Regions from separate parts of the Ovis aries genome. Here region 2 is linked to region 1. A link is a contact called in public Hi-C data. All regions are on one chromosome and are shown on one strand. Each heading gives the region's core, a stretch centred on a gene start, on an enhancer-like site or on the middle of the called end of the contact. The rest is flanking DNA. Distances are from core to core; before and after follow the strand shown.

Region 1 (5,378 bases), core at 1,115-3,614:
AGGGGGAGGGATAAATTAGGAGTTTGGAATTAACATATGCATACTACTATATATAAGACATAACAAGGACCCTCTGTTTATAGCACAAGAAACTATACTCAATCTCTTATAGTAATAATGGAAAAGAACCTAAAAAAGAATGACTACACAAACATATACGTATAAAACTGAATCACTTTGCAGTACACCTGAAACTAAGAAATATTATAAATCAACTATATTTCAATAAAAGTTTTAAAAATTCTTAGCTATATTCATAACAAAACTATATTTCTATTTAAGTGCATAGAGGCGTGTATATATAGACAGAAAGGATTAATGTCCTGTGAAACATTAAAACATTCACATTATAGTGGAATTTTATCTTTCAACCTTATAAAGCAGCCTTTACTGCCCAAAATATGAGATGTTATACAGGACTCGAGACATGTGCTGTGCACTCAGGCCAAAGACAGCGTCAACTGGGCTCCTGCTGGCACAGATGCTGTCAGTACTGGTCAGACACTCTGGGCATCCCCCAAAGGTGGACGTCTTCAGACCCGTTTCCCAGCAACAAGTCACACCCAACATGGTGATCTAACACTCTACTCTCACCTGTGTGTCTGCCATCCACAGACACAAGAGTACTCCTGGATTGAAATTGTGTTAAAGTAAAGATCAGGCTCAGAAAGGGCCACCTCTGAGCACAGCCTCTTCCTGCTGGACCTCTCGAACGCTCATTGTTACTAAGATTTTTTTGACCTTGGTTAACTTTGTATGTAGTCTGTTGGCTTATTCTCTCTTTCCTCTGGGTTCAGCAGTGTTTCTCCACTTACTCAACAACTGGACCTGAGCTCTACTGTCCTACCCACTCTACTCACATCCCTCTACCAGGCCTGTCCTTGCCAGGTGGCCACCGTCTGGCACCTTAGCTTCTGTGATACTGATAATGTTTGAGAGAAAGAGAGAGAGGAAAAAAAACAACCAGTATATCTAGAATATTTATCTGCTTGACTACTTTGATAAGCTTTGTTAGGAAAAAAAAATCTTTGCAAACATATGCTGATTATTAGGAAGGATTTGCAATTTTCAGGCAAGAATACTGGAGTGGGGTGCCATTTTCTACTCCAGGGGATCTTCCCGACCCAGGGATGGAACCTGTGTATCTTGAATCTCCTGTACTGGCAGTCAGAGTCTTTACAACTAGCACTACCTAGGAAGCCCCAAGTAATGACTATATTAAATCAAGTCTATATACCAACATAAAAGATCCTACAGTCTACTGAGCTTCTTTTAAATATAATTATTCTTCTCAATTATATTACATATACAGATGATTTCAAATATTTTTCATAATAAAATGTTCATTTTTACTGAGTTACAACTGCTTTACAATGTTGTGCTGGTTTCTGTTGTACAACAAAGTGAATCAGCCATATGTATACAGATATCCCCTCCCTCAAGGACTTCCCTCCCACCACCCGCCACCCCGCCCTCCCCCATCCCACCCATCTAGTTCATCAAAGAGCAGAGAGACCCAAATTTAAACTACAATGAGGTATCGTAAACTCACACTAGTCAGAATGGCCATTAGCAAAAAACCTACAAACAATAAATGTTGGGGAGGATGTGGAGATAAGGGATCCTCCTGCACTACTGGTAGGAATGTAAACTGATAAAGCCACTATGGAGGTTCCTTATAAAACTAAAAGCAGAGCTACCATATGACCCAGCAATCCCACTACTGAGCATATACCCTGAGAAAACCATGATTCAAAAAGACACATGTGCAGCCTCAACGTTCACTGTAGCAGTATTTACAAGAGCCAGGACATGTCCACTGACAGATGAATGGATAAAGATGTGGTCCATAACGAAATGTTTAAATGAGTCATATATGTTCTTCAGTGCAAATTATTTAAGATGTCTCCTCAGTGCTTCCAAATCAACAATCTATTTATCATCCTTTTTTCTTTTCCCTTTTCCAGATTTTGAGTATCTTTCCAAATACACATAATAATGTTATGCACAGTAGTCTCATCCTGTGTCCTTTGCCAACACCCTGTACTAGGGATGGATTTCATCTCAGCTCTTACATGTCACATTTCTATTAATACTCTCCAGGGTCATGCTGACTTGTGTTAGATTGTTTTAAAGGCTCATATTTAACTCATGGTCAGCTGTAACTCTAAGGTTTTTTTTAGTTATTGCGCTGCTAATAATTCTACATTTAAGTAATTTTCTTATCCACTTAAAAATGTGTTTTTCATTATGAAGGGTGACTTAAAAAATCAATTCCTATTTTCTGTAATGCCAGCAGGCCTAATCCACTGTTTCTTAGAAACTTACAAACACACTCTCAAGTCTATAAATACTGCTGTTGTACACACTGCTTATCCTTAGGATTCTGCGGTAGCAGTCATTTCTAGCTAATATGAAAGAATCAATCATTATAGTTTAATAGGGACACAAGTTTGACATTCAATCAACTAACAGCATATTCTAGAACATAGCTCTCTAATCTTTGTATGAAATGTTTATCAGAAGTGGAATTAGAAAAAAGACTTGATAAAGTCTGAATGGTTATATGTATTGCTCCTTTGTAAGACCTATTAGATCATGAAAGAAGGAAGAAAAATAACCCTTATGTTTTCAAGTTATCTCATATTACTGTAGTTAGAGGAATATATAATAAATAAATTTTGGGCGCCCATGTAATTTAATATTTAAAAAATTTTGACTAATGGTAATTGGGATTTATGGGGCTTTCCAGGTGGCTCAGTGGTAAAGAATCCACCTGCCAAGCAGGAGATGTGGGTTGGATTCCTGGGTTAGGAAGATTCCTCTGAAAGAAATGGCAACCCATTCCAGTCTTCTTGCCTGGGATATCTCATGGACAGAGGAGCCTGGTGGGCTCAAAGAACTGGACACAATTTAGTAATTAAACCACCACCACCAACTGAGGTTTATAAAACATCCACAGACCTAGAAGAAGCTAAAGTGAAGAAAAAAGTGAGCAAACAGGCAAAGTTTTAAAAGTGTGATGCTTGCAACTCTGTCTGGTATGAGCTGTTGGCATAAACGAACAGCCAAGAAGAGATTCAAAAATACACCTGACATGCTGACTGCAGAGCCCAACAGGAGGAAAAAAAGGAGTTCTGTGCTTGGTTGGTGATGTCTTGTCAACAGTTAAGTAACTGAAATCAGGAGACAGAAGCAAAAAGAGAAAGGCAAGGGTAGATAGTAGCAGCTGTGAGCCACAAAGACTCAGTTGGCAAAAGCAGATGCTGATGGTGGAAAAGACACCTAGAAACAAAGAAACATGAGCAGAAACAACCCCATCATGCCACTGGGGAGATAGGAGTAAAGTCACATTCTTGCTTTTTAAAAGTCCAAATAAGAAATAAAATAATTCAAACAAAGAAATGCTAACTATCTATAAGAAGACTGGAGTAGGCAAGCAAGTGGCAAAAATGGGATAAAAACAATTGTCCAGTTGCTTCTAAGATAGCTGTGCCATAAAAGCTAAAACAATTTTTACACTCCTGAGTAAACATTACATCATTACCTTTGCTTATTATTTTAATACAATAACAGAATGCAGAGAAAATTTATATAGACGCTTACTTATATGGTTTCTGTGGCAAGATACTGATCCGAGTCTTGTCAAGTATCTTTTTGAGTTTGTTCCTTCCCCCAACAGTGTTGGCTTTGCTTTTCTTATTTACTTTTTCAAGTCCTATCACTTGTTCTACATCTACAGCGAGATCTGGAATGGAGTAGCGACTGGCCTTTTTGATGTCTCCAATTTTAGGGAGGTGAGGGGCACCATTTCTCTTCTCTTCTGATAATCTTGTTAGAAGTTCTTTAAATACTGAAAAGGAAACAAACACCAAAAAACATCCATTATTGGAAATCTGAATAATTCAAAGACAACTGGAGAACTTGAAAACAGATACTAAATATAGACTGCAGTCGGAGAAGGCAATGGCACCCCACTCCAGTACTTCTGCCTGGAAAATCCCATGGGTGGAGGAGCCTGGTAGGCTGCAGTCCATGGGGTCGCTAAGACTCAAACATGACTGAGCAACTTCACTTTGACTTTTCACTTTCATGCATTGGAGAAGGAAATGGCAACCCACTGTAGTATTCTTGCCTGGAGAATCCCAGGGACGGGGGAGCCTGGTGGACTGCCGTCTATGGGGTCGCACAGAGTCAGACACGACTGAAGCGACTTAGCAACAGCAGCATAGACTGCAGTGATCAAAACTGTAATCCTGTAGAAAAACACTCCTACAAGGAATGAATGACACCAAGAATCTGTTTTGTATGTTTTCTGCTACTTCTACTCAGAATAAGTTATAGGTATTTATTGACAGATTTTTATTCCTAACAGATATTTAATATTTATCAATAAAAACATCAATAAAATTAAATGTTACGGTCCTCAAGTAAGTAGGCTTTTATTTAGATCTAATCATATGCTTACATAATTAATTCTGTATCTATGCATTTTACTATAAATTTTCAATTCTTATGATGCTTGAGTTATAAGCAATGACATTTCATGATTAAGACATAAATGTTTAAATAAAAAACCAAAAGGAGAAAAATGAGACTATGCAAAAAATGCAAAATACTTACCAAATAAATTGGTTTTCACAGTGATAGATAAATGTGTGTTATTTCTAAGAATTTCCATGGCTTTTGACAGCTGAATATTTTCAAAGTTTTGACCATTTACTTCTAGTATCTAAAAATGAAGTTATAAAATTAATTTCAGTTTCCCAAATGACTGAAGGAAAAGAAGACACCAGTGTTTACCATTATGTTTTCAATTAGAAATACCATACCTGATCCCCTCGTTTCAAGCCCGCTTCTGTTGCTTTGCTAGCTGAATCTACACTGTCAACAAAGATTCCAAATCCTTTCTCTGAGCCTCCAAGTAAGATAAAAGGCAAAGGAGCTTCTCGGGATGGTTTTGTTAGCGTCATCAATCTTCTTTTTGCTTTAGCTGCACATGCAATATTTAACAGCCTTAGATGTCCACCCATTTTCTACAAGAGTTCAAAAAAAGTGGTTTCAAGGATGGGCTGAATAAAATGAACTTAAAGCTGTGATTGAAAGAAAAAAATCACAAATATTACCTCTCTTTCCAGATTATTTTCAAATTCTTCTAGAAATCGAGTCATTGCAGGATCTCCTTCAAAGTCATTGAAGTGATTATTCACCCACAATAATACTACCCGTGTAACCTGAAAAATCAATTAATTTTTAATAGGTTTTTTTCTTTCTAGTGCTAAAGACTTGTGGTTAAGGTCATTGCAAAAAAAGATATCCGACAAACAATTTACCTAACAACAATGAACAAGAAAAACAATAACAAAACCTTTAGATTT
Region 2 (5,378 bases), core at 900-3,399, 130 kb after region 1:
GTAGAGACTGCTGACTGACTGCTCTAAATATTAAAAATAGAGTTTTTAACTGTCAGAGCAATAACAATATTATCTGTTTACGATTAAATATGGTATGTAGGATCATTTCTATGGAAAGGCCCTTCCTTGGGGGCCTTTATGATTAAATTTACTCAAAAAATCAGATTCAGTGCTTTATTTGGCTGCATGAGGTTTTAGTAGCAGCATGCAAACTGTTAGTTGCAGCATGTGGGATCTAGTTCCCTGACCAGGGATTGAACCCAGGCCCCCTGCCTTGGGAGCATGGAGTCTTAAGCACAGTACCACCAGAGAAGTCCCTAGATTCAATATTTTAGTAGGAGTGTTTTTTATTTTCTTTTTCCCCCAAGCTTACGATCAACATAAATTCAAGAAGAATCTGTATAACAGTAAAGCTTCATGTCTATAACATCTAGTGTACTGGGTTTTTTCTTTTTTTTTTTTTACCTTTTTAACAAATAGGTGTAAAAATGATTTTTATATTAGTAGAAAAAGAGTCCAATCCTATGAGTTAATACACAACCTAGGTAAGGGAATTTCCTGGTGGTTCAACAGTTGGGACTTCAAGCTCTCAACGCCAAGTGCCAGCATTCAATTCCTGGTCAGGGAGCTGAGATCCTAAGACCCCACAAGTTGTGTAGTGTGGTCAAACAAACAAAACCTAGGTAAACTATGTCCTTCTCTATGAACGATCCAAATCACACTGAAAGTTCAGAAACAGTCTGGGCCTATCTTTAATACCTAAAATTATTAGGTATTAAAATACCTAAGAGCATGGATTTGGAGCATATTAGGGCAATAAACATTATTAATATTGTCCTGCCCATTATGTACAAAAAACCAAACGTTCCTTTAAAACCATTTCTACAACTGCACCTTCAGCTGAGATAACTTTCATCCACTGCTTACCAGCCCCACTGTAACTACAAATGAGGCCTCTGAAAACCTCAGGGGGAAAAACACCTTCCTCAAGACACTTCACTACCCTTTGCCTGTCACTGTCTAAATATACCAACCCACCAACCAAGATGGCAGATGTAAACAGCAGGGCAAAGCCTGGACCACTTAGTGACCACAGCTGCTCTGCTTATAGGCTTGGAAAAATACACACAGTCTATCCCATTTCCATGTTCATCTATGGCAAGTGTCCACTCTGGCCTTCTCCTAAATGCGAGTGAGAGCAATCCCTGCGGTACTCCTGCCTTACTTTGTTCACCCTCCTTCTCATCATACAAAGGCACTAAATTTATTTTAAATAAAAGAAAAACAGCGATATGTTGTACATTGCTTTGAGAACCCAAATTGTACTCCAAGTAAGAGTTTTAGCTTTATATGTAACATTACTAAGTGACATGACAGCCACTGTGCAAATATCCATGTTTCAAAACTTGGTAAATATCTAATAGGTTTACAACAAAACTCATAAAACAACATCTCATTACTGACATGGCTTGCAGTGTGGCAGAGTGGGCATGTTGTCACTGACAGTCACAAAGGAATTCATGAGCTCCACAAATGTTAAACATCTCATCAAGGAACAATACGCATGCTTGAACAACCAAAATAAAGAACAATCCTCATCTGTCTAAAAAGAAAACAAAAATAAAAAATAAACACATAAAATGCTGGCCTAAATGTCAACTGAGGAATCCAATAAAGCTCATAAAATCTGGAAGCCAAACGGCAGATTTTCTTCATGGACACCACCCTTCCCACTGGGCAGTATCAACGCAATTTCAGGAGAATTAGTTAAAAATATGACAATGTTGTTCAAAGTGTTTTGATATAGAACTAGCTGTTTAGGGTGAATCACCTTCAAAATGAGTTCAAACTTTCAAGAGAATGGTCAGATTACTGATAACCAATTTCCAGGCTACTGTGAGAAAAAAACGGTAAACAGAGAGAGTCACCCATGAACTGGACGTTTTATAAAACCAGACTGCTCCTAACACCTAGTCCACAGGATGCTTTGGCCAAACCTCAGTGTTTGCTGGACAGGGAAGCATCTATGACTCACTGTCAACCTTTAAGGCAGGACCAGCAGAGGGCCCTTCAGGACTGTTCCCAAGGCAACATCCCCAGAGGAAACAAACAACTTGGACGCAGCAAAGGTCACCAGGTGCAACATGAAGACATAACCTATAAATAGCTCTGGCTTGTCACTCAGTCGGAAACATAGTCCCTCCTCATCCCAGTACAGCCCTGACTCGCCAGCATCGGACAGCCAAAGAGTAACCTGTGTCATCTCTGAAACTAATCAGAGATGGGAGCCAATGTGCTCATGGAATAGGTCCGAACTGCAAGTCCTCTTTCTTGTAGAACAGCAGTTTCCAGAACATTGGGTTCCCTTTCCACAAGTTACAACAAGCTGTCACTTGAAGCTGACGATGGCCGGCAGTCAAGAAAGACAGCCGTGGGGTTCCTCTGCCATGCTGGGAACTCAAGTCTATAGATTTCAATCATACAACAGACCTAGTATCACAATGATAAAGTTGCTAACCTCGGTTCTCTCTAAGATGCATAAACTTCAAAGCACATTCATTATAGCATTATTTATAATAAAAGGTATCAAAAACTTACCCTTTACAATTATTAACCAAACTGTGGAAAGTTCAAATAACTGAACATTAAACAGACATCAAAATGCATAATGAGTAAGCCTTTATAAAGAGTTTCTGACATTATGAGCCAAGCACATACATATTCTTTAACTGAAATTAGCAAGACATTTAACTGTTTATTAAGTATGTTCTTAAGTATGGAGAACACATACATGTAAGGCTAAGTGGGAAAAGACTAGAATATTAAAGGATCGCTATCTTGGATGAGACTTCAGGAAATATTTTCCTTCTCTTTGATCATTTATATGGTAATTACCACTATTTTTTACATTAAAATTACATTTAATTTTTATCATATAACAATGCTTAAATATTTTTTGCCTCTACTCACTTCCAAGTTCAGAAAGAGAGTCAGAGCCCCCAGAAAGGGAGCAGATAGTAGGTCATATGTTTGAAGGAAAGAGAAGAGTATTCTAGTCAATTCTCTATCTCTTTGGGAAACAGAATCCCAGGGATGACAGGGCTCTCTCACAGGGTCACACCAGGCCTCCCAGGCAGAATTCCAGGATGGATGACCACCCACCAGCCTGCACTACCATTTAAATCAGTTATGAAACACAGGTAACAACCATACCTACCTCAAGGGACAGTTTTGAAGTTAAAATGATTTATATATAAAGCTTTCCAAATGATGCCTGGCAAAAAAAAAGCACTACTGACAAAGCCTTGTTCTCTCATCACTGCAATACCACGACAACTATGACTTCTGTTATGATCAAGGCCCCATCAGCACCCTCAACGTCCCACTGCTAGGATCAGTTACACCGTAAGAACCACAAACAAACAGGCAACGGGACTTCCTTCCCTCGTGGGCCATTCTCTCAGGAGAGAAATGCCGGCCGCCAGGAGGCTGGGGGACGCTGCCATTGGAGGTGGTGCCTCTGGCCCTCCTTTCTGGCATCCCGGCACATCCCCACACCTCTGTGCCTCCCCCGGCCGATAAAAACTTCATCTCCCTATCCTGCACACTCTTTCTTAGAAAAATGTGGAAAATACATCCTTCACATGCCCCCATCCATTCAGAATGATGCATCAAGAATATATCATAATATGTTTATAAGAGAGTTAGGTTATAGAAGGTGGAGCTTGGAGAGGCACCCATTGCTACCCTTTAATAAATTTAGATAAAGTATGTGTTTAGTCATTTTAAATAAAGATACTTAGTTAAGACTTTAAAATCTTTAGACAAAATTAAAATATTTAATTGTAAAAAGTATACAATCGGGGGGGGAAAAATAACTCCTGAAACTCAGTGGTCCCAGGAGGCCTCAGGAACCCACCCACAAGCAGTTTCATTTGTGACTGGGGAGCCCTGACCCTCTCTGGCCACAGCTGATTGGAACCAGGTAACAGCTGTCCCCAGCCCACCCCTCAGATTGTGGCCTGAACATCAGAAGAAAAGACACAGACAAGGCCATCAAATGGTACGGATGTCAGCGACACAGGTCATAAGTCAACAGTCAGCACCTGGGAGCCAAAGTCACAGCGAGAGCCTGGGTGTGGGGAAGGGTCCCAGAGATGAGTCCACACGGGCGTGAGGGCAGCCCTGGCCAGCTGGGTTTCTCGCCCCACATGGGCCCATGTGAACCCCCTCGGCCCCTCGTTAGAGGTGCAGGAGACTCCCTGTTACAGAGGCAGTCTTTAGTCCCTCTGAAAAAACATGACCTCAACTAGCCTGGCAGGTTCACGGAGCATATCACAGATGTGTTCTTCACCCTTGCCCTTCGTTACAGAGTGTGCACAACACAGGAAGAGTCCTTTCTTAAGATTTATATACCAACACCCCAAGCTACTGCCCTACTTTGTGTCAGTAGAATAGGAAATTAAAGCAGAGAGGAATTCTGCAAAAATACTCATTCTGCAAAAGGATTTCAAGCTCTATGGATCACCTACTCCAGAACATCTATACAATACCTGCTTCGTGGAAGAAACATGGATTCCTTGATGAACACGGAACCGGAGAGAAGGATGTACCAGCAGGTCCCAATGTCATCAGGACTGAAAAGAAAAGACAATAACATCAGATGATTATCTCCAACAAATAGAAATAAAAACACACAAAGCACATCGTACCCATGTTAACCTCAGAATCCTGAAGAACAATGAAGTATGATAAACCATGTACCTAAAATACCATTCTTCAACCACTGGAATAACTTTTAAAAATGATTTTTCACAGCCAAATAACCTAACGATATCTATCAGTATATTTAAAGCTACAGCATGTGCCATTTTCATTCCATGTTTTATTTTTTAGTTTAAATTTTTGAGCTGAAAATATTTTATTTTGTTTCATAAAAAGAAACTTACAAAGAGGTAAAGAGTAGAACTGTTTTCCCACCCATCTCCCCTGTCTACCAAGCCCCCACATTTCTCTACCACAGTTGCGGGCATCATTTAGAACTTCCTCATCCACACAAGGATGGACAAACACTCATTCCCTCCGCCCTCTTTCCTTCTTTAGACAGAAAAGAGGGCATATGCTACAGCGTTCCTTCCTATGTGCTGACGCAGAAGTCTTTTATCAGAAGACAGCTCTCTTATTAGACGTGGCTTATCTGACTTAAGCAAGTCCCTGCGTGTGTGCTTGTGTGCTAAGCTGCTTCATTCACGTCTCACTCTGTGGACTCACTCGTGGACTGTAGCCCACCAGGCTCCTCTGTCCATGAGATTCTCCAGGCAAGAATACTGGAGTTGGTTGCCCATACCCTCCTCCAGGGGATCTTCCTGACCCAGGGA

What was found. Hi-C and Micro-C count contacts between places; a contact is called where the count stands out from the background.
Region 2: a contact with region 1 is called in a Hi-C map of muscle, with 3 times the contacts expected there. The contact joins two enhancer-like sites. A contact is called at or near these places in 2 of 16 Hi-C or Micro-C datasets (hypothalamus and muscle).

The regions. Positions count from the first base shown.
Region 1 is chr17:39,893,052-39,898,429 of ARS-UI_Ramb_v3.0, forward strand. It overlaps RAPGEF2 (Rap guanine nucleotide exchange factor 2), which reads right to left. Exons shown (of 30, transcript XM_060400663.1): 14 at 5,127-5,234; 15 at 4,833-5,036; 16 at 4,624-4,732; 17 at 3,607-3,853. Among named protein-coding and RNA genes, the nearest start is that of RAPGEF2, 240 kb to the right of the region's middle. Within about 2 kb of position 2,365, at least 1 of the 54 cell types and tissues checked has an H3K27ac peak or open chromatin away from gene starts, as enhancers often do. A contact at or near this core is called in muscle, where this site is marked.
Region 2 is chr17:40,024,067-40,029,444 of ARS-UI_Ramb_v3.0, forward strand. RAPGEF2 (Rap guanine nucleotide exchange factor 2) reads right to left here. Exons shown (of 30, transcript XM_060400663.1): 4 at 4,554-4,637. Among named protein-coding and RNA genes, the nearest start is that of RAPGEF2, 110 kb to the right of the region's middle. Within about 2 kb of position 2,150, at least 6 of the 54 cell types and tissues checked have an H3K27ac peak or open chromatin away from gene starts, as enhancers often do. A contact at or near this core is called in muscle, where this site is marked.